2 separate regions of the Rattus norvegicus genome follow, and region 1 is linked to region 2. Evidence: chromatin contacts called from public Hi-C data. All regions are on one chromosome and are shown on one strand. The core of a region is the stretch at or near the end of the contact, and the rest is flanking DNA. Distances in the headings are between cores, read along the strand shown. Region 1 holds the start of Rpp30 (ribonuclease P/MRP subunit p30). Region 2 has its middle 200 kb from the start of Ears2l1.

Region 1 (4,007 bases), core at 835-3,334, 1.1 Mb after region 2:
AGAAAACATATGGCTGTGCTCTAGTCAGCAAGTTCTGAGGTTTTCTTCAAGTGTTGCATCCTTGAGGCCCCTGCCACCCATTCAGGCCAACATGTGACCATTTCTTTTCCCTCCTTTTCTCTCTGCCCACTCCTGCCTCCTTTCCCTTCCTTCCTATTCCTTGCTTCCTCTCTTCTTCCTTAACCCCCTTCATTCTTTTCTTCTTCTTTCCTCTGCCATCTGCAGCTGTCTGCCCTGCCTGTTTTCTCAGGAGACAACATACTAGGCAACTACTGAGACAAAATGCTTCAATCCACCAGTATAGTGCTGAAGCATTCAGCTGCTCAAATGTCAAAAAAATACTTTGAAAATTAATAAGATGCACACATAAGTACTTCGCAGATGCTCTGCCCCAGTGCAGTGCTCAGTGGTTTTTATCTGTTTATTTCCTTTCTCATCCTTTCTCTCCTCTTCACCTCAGCTCAGTGACACATTTTGTAATGTGGCATCATGATGCACCAGGAGAGAGTGCCTTGGCAGGTCCTTTTATAGCAAGCCAGGCTTGTACCTGCCTGTTGCTAGGCAACTGTTGGGCAGAGCCTAGAAATGCTAACACTCAGGTATAGAGCAAGGGGAATCTAAAAAGGTGAAGTCCATAGTAACATCACCATGACTTTCAAAGAATTCTGTCCCCCCCGAATCTTATCTTAGCATCAAATAACTAAAATTCTATCTTATCTAGATCCTCTACACAATGGCCATTCTATGGACCAATCTAGATTTTGCGATCCTGTATAGAGACACCTCTCTACTACTATAAAGGTTAGAACTGGACACTCTGATGAAAAAAAGCAAGAGTTTGTTTTGTATGGCCTTGCTCTAGTTGCAGAAGTTATTTGGTTGTTGTTTTGCTCTGGGGAAATAAAAAGTATTGGAAACAATCATTTTTGAAAATTAATCAAAAAATAGGTGCAGCTGTGCTCGGCTGTAATCCCAGAACCAAGGATACTGAGCCAAGAAGATTGTGAATTCAAGTCTACCCTGGACTACTAATAATACTGCCTCTGCCTCCCCCTCCTCCTCCTCCTCCTCCTCCTCCTCCTCCTCCTCCTCCTCCTCTTCCTCCCCCTCCTCCTCCCCCTCCCCCTCCCCCTCCCCCTCCTCCTCCTCCTCCACATGATCATCATCATGGTCGTCGTCGTCGTTGTCATCATCATCTTTCAGAAATTTGTAAGAAACTAGAGATCGTTACAGTAGTGTGATCAGAGAGAGAAGACTCCCTATGGTTTGTGATCAGTACAGAAACTGAAAATGCTTCACCTTTCAGCACTTTGGTATTATCCCAATGGACAAGCTCATGATCAGTGGACTTTTCTTCTTTGAGAGACCAGCAGTTCAGAAGTCCTATTGAGTTGCACAAGGTAGGAGCTGCTTATTAGTAATGCGCAAAGGGTTCGCATGCTGGAACGAAGACTGAATGAAGAGGGGTAATGGACTGGCCCTCTATGTCAAGTAGGTTGAAAATCATGCCACCATCTTAGGTTGGTGAATAATTGATCTGTCAATATTGAAGAGTTTGTTTTTTAAGAGTCCATTTTAAAGCAGAAACACCAAATGATATTTTTATATTTCTCATGAAAAATTGTAAAACATGTTTTTATTTTTGCCCCTCCCTGTCAGTCCTCTCGCTAAGGGAATGCTGGCGATAAGCCATCATCTTTGAGATCACTCTGCCATCTTGTGGTTGTAGATGTTGGCTGTAAGGAATTGTCAAAGCTCAAAGAGTTTAGATAATCTTTAGCCACAGACCAAGTACTTCAAAAAACCCTTTGCGGCCATTTTCAAAGAATGGAATGTACTGTGGAAACAGGAAAGAAAAACAACTTTCAATGTCTCTTCATTTTTTGTTCAGTTTATCTGCTTTTGAGACTATGTATTTCAGATCAGCATACTAACTTTGGCGGGCTCTAGGGGGATAGGAAAGTCTCTGCTGACTGAGAAGGGAAAACTACAAATCCCAGGATGCCCAAGGAACAACCTAAACTCCCAGCATGCCTGAGGGGCAACACAGCGGCTGTGCAGACTTGCGCGCGGGTTCTCTTGGGATGTCAGCATGGCGGCGTTCGCAGATTTGGATCTAAGAGCGGGCTCAGACCTGAAGGCTCTGCGCGGACTCGTGGAGACCGCTGCTCACCGTGAGTCTTCTGGCTTCGCGTTGTCCTCCCTACCATCCAGCTTTGTTTGGTAGTTTTTTTCAGGCGCTATTCGGGTCTCGCGTGGGATCTGCCTGACGTCTCTAGAGGCAGATTATAGCTGCAGTATCACCCGGATCCCCTGCGTGAGAAACTCAGAGGCTCTTGACAAAACTGTTGTTACTTGTGTTTGCCCAGTCATTCGTGCAGAGGGAGAGAACAGAGGCCCAGGGGGTGGAGAGATTAGCATAGGACCTACGAGCTGATAAATGATAGAAACGGACTGCACTCCTAAGCCGGCTCTTTTTGAGTCACACGACGTCTGTCAAATACAGAAAGCTGGGTCATGGGCAGGAACTGCTGTGGAAGCTTAGAGAATGGAAAGGGTGTTACCTTATTTTTCTAGAGCATTATAAGTTCCTTGAGGATGAGCATTGATCATGGGAGCTCTCACCTGGCATAGGGCTTGCCAAATAATAGATTCTCAAAACCCTTGTAGAGGAAGGAAAGCAGGGAGTTATTGGGCTGCCTGATAAGAGGAACGACCGTTTTTTGCTTTTTGTTACTTGATTTTTGTTTTTGTCATTACTATGCATTATCTTTAAATATCAATACCCTATCATCCTGTCGGTATTTGGACAACTTAATAGATAAGAGTCGTGATTTAAATCCATTGGGGAGAGGGCACGTATCACAAACAGTACACTAACTGTTGTGATGGTAAGGCAGGCCTGTAGTGTTCCTTGTCTCAGTGTAGAGAGAGTAGTACCTCAAAAGAGGTGTGAGGGAGTCATCCCTCCTTTGCTCCCTAGGAAAGAGGAAATAGAAAGGGTATCGCAGAAGAAGTGAATGAATGATGTCAAAGGTGACAGAAAGACATATAAATCTGAGTTTTTAACATTGTGTGAACATAAACCACAGCCTAAATATGTTCCTGGCTTCTAAATGTCACAGCCAAATATGTGTACTCTTCTAAAACGCTGGGGCTGTTTCACATCATTTTCATGACACTTGAAATTCCTGTCTGCTGTTACCATCATGTGACAGATGAAGAACCTGAAACTCCACCTTAAGTAACAATAAACAGTAGGGCTCAGATCTGCCTTCTGCCCCGCCCCCTTATTGTCTAGGTCTTAGAATTGCGTCCAGGATTTTGCGTATGCTAAGCAAGCATTTTAACACTTAGCTACATCCCTAGCCTCATCCCATACTCTTGAATCTCATATCAGTATGATCACTGTGAACAAGAAAGAATATTTTTTAAATAACCTATTTTTCTATTTTTCAGTGGGATACTCAGTTGTTGCCATCAATCACATTGTTGACTTTAAGGAAAAGAAACGGGTAAAGGAGACTTTCTTGGGTTAATTGGTTACTAAATACAAGTATTTCTAAATATTCATGTCTGGAGTTGGGAATATGAACTAGAAACAAGTATAAGTACTAGTTACTTTTCTTGTTGCTATGACCACATACCTGCAAAAGCAACTTAAGGAGGGGTTTATTTTGCTTATACTCTGAAGGTACAGCCCATCGTGGCAGTAGGGGCATGAGATGGCTGGTCACAGTTTCTCCTCAGTCAGGAAGCAGAAAGAGATGAATGCTGGGGTTCTGCTCACATTGTCCCTTTTAGTTCGCTCGCTCAGGCCCCCAACCCATGATGTAGCACAGCTCCCATTCAGGGTGGAAACACCATTATAGAAATATACAGAGATATGTTTCCATGTTCATTTCTAATTCAGTCTAATTGGCAGTCAGGGATCAATCATCTAAGCGTGTTTCTTTTTTATTAAGGGAAGGTCTTGCATGTCTCTGGTCTGGAACTCACTTTGTTGC
Region 2 (4,597 bases), core at 1,913-4,412:
CTTTTGTATTTTATTTGCTACACTATTTTCTTTTTTACATCTTAACACACTAAAAAGACTATTTAAGGCACATTTGAATTATTCATAAGTACCAATGAAAACTTCAATTAGCAGTCATTATTAGGTCTGATTCTTCAAAACAATTCAAATATCATGTAGTTTTAGTATTTTAAGCACAAGTGATTTGTTCAAAGTGTTATTTTAAAAGGTCGAATGTGGCCTTTAAACTAAATTTCATCAAACAGAAAAGAGTTTGCGAGCAGAACGCCCTGCCCTTTCCTGTGCTGTTCATGGTCTCCGTGTCTGGCTGGCTCTGCTCTATTGTCCTCAACACAGTGCTTCCTAAAGGGCCCTGCTTTGCGAAGGCCCCCAATCTCCTCCCTCCATATGCAGATCTCAGGAATGAATGCTGTTCTTCTTTGTTGAAAAACCGTGCATTTCACCGTGCATTTCTTCTACTAGCCCTTTTCACAGTGAGATTGTATTATAATCTACATAATTTAACTGTGTGTGTGTGTGTGTGTGTGTGTGTGTGTGTGTGTGTGTGTGCGTGCCTTTCTGCTCTATTTTAAGCTCCACACAGGAAAGGACACTGTTTTTAGTTCTCTACCGCATTCCTAGCACCCAGTATAGAGCATAGCACATTAGAGTTCAGCAACTCCCCCCCCCACCTCGTGTGTGCTTTCTGTGTGCGTGCTTTCTCTGTGTGCTCTGTCTCTCAGCGCATTCTCTCTGTGCTCTGTCTCTGTTCTGTCTCTGTTCTCTCTCTCTCTCTCTCTCTCTCTCTCTCTCTCTCACACACACACACACACACACACACACACACACTTTCTGTACTTCCTTGTGTATGTCTTTGGATAAGCCAAGGTTGATGTTGGGTGTCTTTCTTAAATATTTTCTCTCTTATGTTAAAAAATGCTTATTTGTGTTTTGACGTGTGTACGGGAATATGTAGGTGAGTGCAGGTGCCAATGAAGTCAGGGACCTCAGATCCCGCTGGAGTCGTTAGTTGCTGTTTAGCTGCACTGTATGGAACACTTGGAATTCAAGTCCAGACTTCTCCAAGAGCAGAACCTCACTCTTGAAGTACTTAGCTTTTGAGACAGGCCTTTCATTGAGCCCGAAGCTTGCTGATTTGGGAAAGCTCTTGGGATCCTCCAGTCCCCACCCCAGTGCTGGGATTTCAGATGAGTACTCAGTAGCCATCCTTTCCCAAGTGTGCTGGGCATCTGAGCTCAGGCGCTTATGGCTGCACCGAGCACCTTGATGACAGAGCCATCTTCCGAGCCCAGCTACTGTTTGTTGTCCCAACGAATGAACCCATTCTGTTTCAGAGATGCCAGATGTGGTTTTTTAAAGTCCCCACACAATTGAAAATCAGCTTGAGAGAGGATTAGAGTTGTGGGTTATTTCCTATGTGGAAAAGCGAGGGTTGTAATTTCCTTTAAACGCTAACATTTGGGGGGAGGGGTGCATTTGCTTCAGTTTATCGACCATGTTCTTTTAGTCTAAGCAAAGGTTTATTTGAAGCAATTGATAGCATCCAATGAATGACTTGACTATAGGGTTTGAATCTATGTAGCTAACTATGTAGATCTGTAAATATGTCACGCTAACCAACCTGTGAAGTTCTCCTTTGTTCATTTGTGGAACCGGGATGGAATATCTACTGAAGTGGTACTCAAGAGACTAAATTAGATAGTCCACATACAGTCTTGAGCACAGAGTCAAGGAACACTGTAGACACTCAATAGGCCAAATTATTAATATTGTCAGTATTAATAATTTCTTGATTTCTAAAGTTGCTGCCAATTTTATGACACTAATTTTCCTCCATGACCACTAGGTGGCAATACGGTTAGTTGAAAATTCACTGTGAGGGTTTTTATTTCTACCAGTAAAAATCTGTCATGACAGGTAATTTCAAGCACTTTGTCTTAAGCTGCGACTTAATGGCTAAGAGGTTTGCATTATTTTCCATTGAAAGAAAATGCTGGAACAGATCCTATTTGGTTCAGCTATATTTCCATTAAGTTCCTTCTTCCTTTTGCTCTTCCTCTAAATGGGAACGTTAGTGTTGAGTGTTCTGGATGGCACTACTAACTACTATACTGAAGAGATCAACAGGCCAAACTCCACAGTGACCCAGAGGGAAGGCCGTGGGGCTGCCTCAGACGGAAGCTGAAGACAGTTGGATAGTTCTCAATGTGAAACGGATAAATTCATAAAGAAAGAGCCCGGTGTACCATCAGGGAACCCATCCATTCCCAACCATGCTTAGAGATGCTGCATTCGGGAAAGGACATTGTTGTAACATCTGTGGAATGCAATAAATAAACAAAATACATATATAAATACACTCCTCAATGATAGTTGGGTAGATGTGAAAATTAATTCTTACCTTGTCTTGCGGGTTGTCAAAGTATTATTTTATGACTATGCTATCAAAGATGTTGTGGATGACCTATTAGAACAGAATAACTTGGCTGTTAAGGAAATTTAGAGAGGTTGAGTGGCTTAATATAGGACAAATTGTCAAATCCCATTTTACCTTTAACCATGAACTCTACAAAGGCAATAAACATCTGTATATGTTATCTACAGATGGCTAGACTAGACTATAACATCTACAATGTGGTGTATGCTCAATAAATGTTGTTTGTACAATGATAAAATGTCCAACGGATTATAGCAAATAAATGAATCCTGCTGGGACTCATTGAAAGGACTCTGTACCTAACTTACTATGATCTGCTCATACGAGGATCCTATCTGTGCCAAACACATGATGATGTGAAATTCAAATAAAAATATAGAAGGGGTTGGGGATTTGGCTCAGTGGTAGAGCGCTTGCCTAGCGAGCACAAGGCCCCGGGTTCGGTCCCCAGCTCCGAAAAAAAAAATATAGAAAGAGGTAAAGGGAAAATTCAAGTTTACAAATAAAACAGAGACTTATATGAGACGGAAGTGAAACATGGGAATCTGGGAAGGCTGCCTGCCTTCCCATGTGGGAGTAAAGCTCCTTTGACAACGGAAGTAAACAGAACCCTATGAAGTATGGCTTTGAGCCTGGCCCGCTGCTAACCTTTAACCCTGATCTTTTCCAGAATGAGCTGACATGGCTCACTGCGTTTCCCCCAAGCCCAGGGAAGTGCATTTCATTTTCTTTATTTTAAAAAGCACATTGAAAAGGGATTACTCATGGAAATGATTCAGATAGGCCAAGCTCCCAGTCACCATGGGCAAAAAATAATCCCCAAATCTAGGCTAGAAGTTAAAAATAACCCAGAACTGTGGGAGACACTTGCTGCTGTTGCTGTCTGACCTATGAAACAAAACAGAAACCACAAGTTTGCTGAAGGTGTGTGGAATCAAAGCAAGGGGGACCAATTACTTGGCTGAAAGTTTTACAAAGTTTTGAAAGTTCTTCTCAAAAGAGTCAAAGAATAAATATTTTAAGTTTTGTGAACCGCATAGGCCTTCTTCAAACTATAGTGCCAAAGCAGCCATAGTTCTGCTCTGTAGAAATAAACCATGGGCCTTTGGCTTAGGAAAATTTTATTCCCTCAACAAGATTCATAGAATGAACTGTATTCTACTAGTTCTGCCCTCTAAGCTGGATTTTCCCATGATGTGAGTAGAGGGTATCTATGCCAGCTTTCCTACACTCTTGAACTGGGGCTCTTTTTCCAGCAGACACTGTGATTAGCCTCTTATAAGCCTCCATGCCGGCCAGCTTTGTGAGGAAAACTTCTTTTCCATAATTATAACAACTCCTCAAATTATGTTGGAGCCATGTGCTATGGGCTTTGGCGTGTTTCTATTTTCTTAAGGTGACTCTGCATATCTCTGTTTTAGTTCAGTGAAGATTTTTAACTCCGAGTATATTAATTTCCCAGTAACATGCTGGCACGTAGCCCCTATTTCCAAGTTTTCTAGAGATTTTTCCATTTTTTTGACTGTATGCCATTCCTCATGCTTTGGTTCTAGCAAAACAGTGTAGCAATTGGTGTTTGAGTTCCTTATCTTTCCCAGATAATAGCTTCAGCTAAACAATTTCTACTTTTTAGTGGACTGAAGTCCTCTTTGCATTCATCTCTAATACAGGTACACCTTCAACTGACTGCACATTTAAAAAAAACCCACGTTAGAAGAGCTGTCCCCATCCCCCAACCCCCATTCCCCAGGAACTGGTTCGGTTTCTGTTCTGATTGATGGCTGGTTGAGTCTTGTATGACTTCATTACCTCATGCCTTTTCTGTGGGAGTGATCATTTCTTGTCTCAAACAATTTGGTGGTTGATTTTGGTGACCAACATCTGAATGTGGGATCAAGTCTGAACCCTACCTAGTCATGATATGAATTTCAACAAGATCTCTAGATGATTCATCATCATTCAAGTTTGAAAGTACTTTCTCTGGCATGTATTGTGCCTTAATACTACTTTTCTTGAAAATGTCAATTAAGAATCTCCTTTTGGTGGCTGAATTAAACAAAGGAGAGAAGTCTGAGATACCAGGAGCAATTTCTCCCATATTCTTGTGTTGTTGGTGAGGCAGGAGAGTATCTGGTGACTGATCAGTGTGGTCATTTACAA

What was found. Hi-C and Micro-C count contacts between places; a contact is called where the count stands out from the background.
Region 1: a Hi-C map of the A7r5 cell line shows a contact between it and region 2, with 4 times the contacts expected there. The contact joins the promoter of Rpp30 here to the enhancer-like site in region 2. A contact is called at or near these places in 7 of 12 Hi-C or Micro-C datasets (the A7r5 cell line, Schwann cells, frontal cortex and 3 more).

What each region holds. Positions count from the first base shown.
Region 1 is chr1:243,196,629-243,200,635 of GRCr8, forward strand. It overlaps Rpp30 (ribonuclease P/MRP subunit p30), which reads left to right and starts at 2,085. Exons shown (of 11, transcript NM_001191083.1): 1 at 2,085-2,174; 2 at 3,460-3,515. The coding sequence starts at 2,093. All of the region lies in intron 1 of LOC134485228 (a long non-coding RNA gene), which reads right to left.
Region 2 is chr1:242,116,964-242,121,560 of GRCr8, forward strand. No RefSeq gene overlaps it. Among named protein-coding and RNA genes, the nearest start is that of Ears2l1, 200 kb to the left of the region's middle. Within about 2 kb of position 3,163, at least 4 of the 93 cell types and tissues checked have an H3K27ac peak or open chromatin away from gene starts, as enhancers often do. A contact at or near this core is called in the A7r5 cell line, where this site is marked.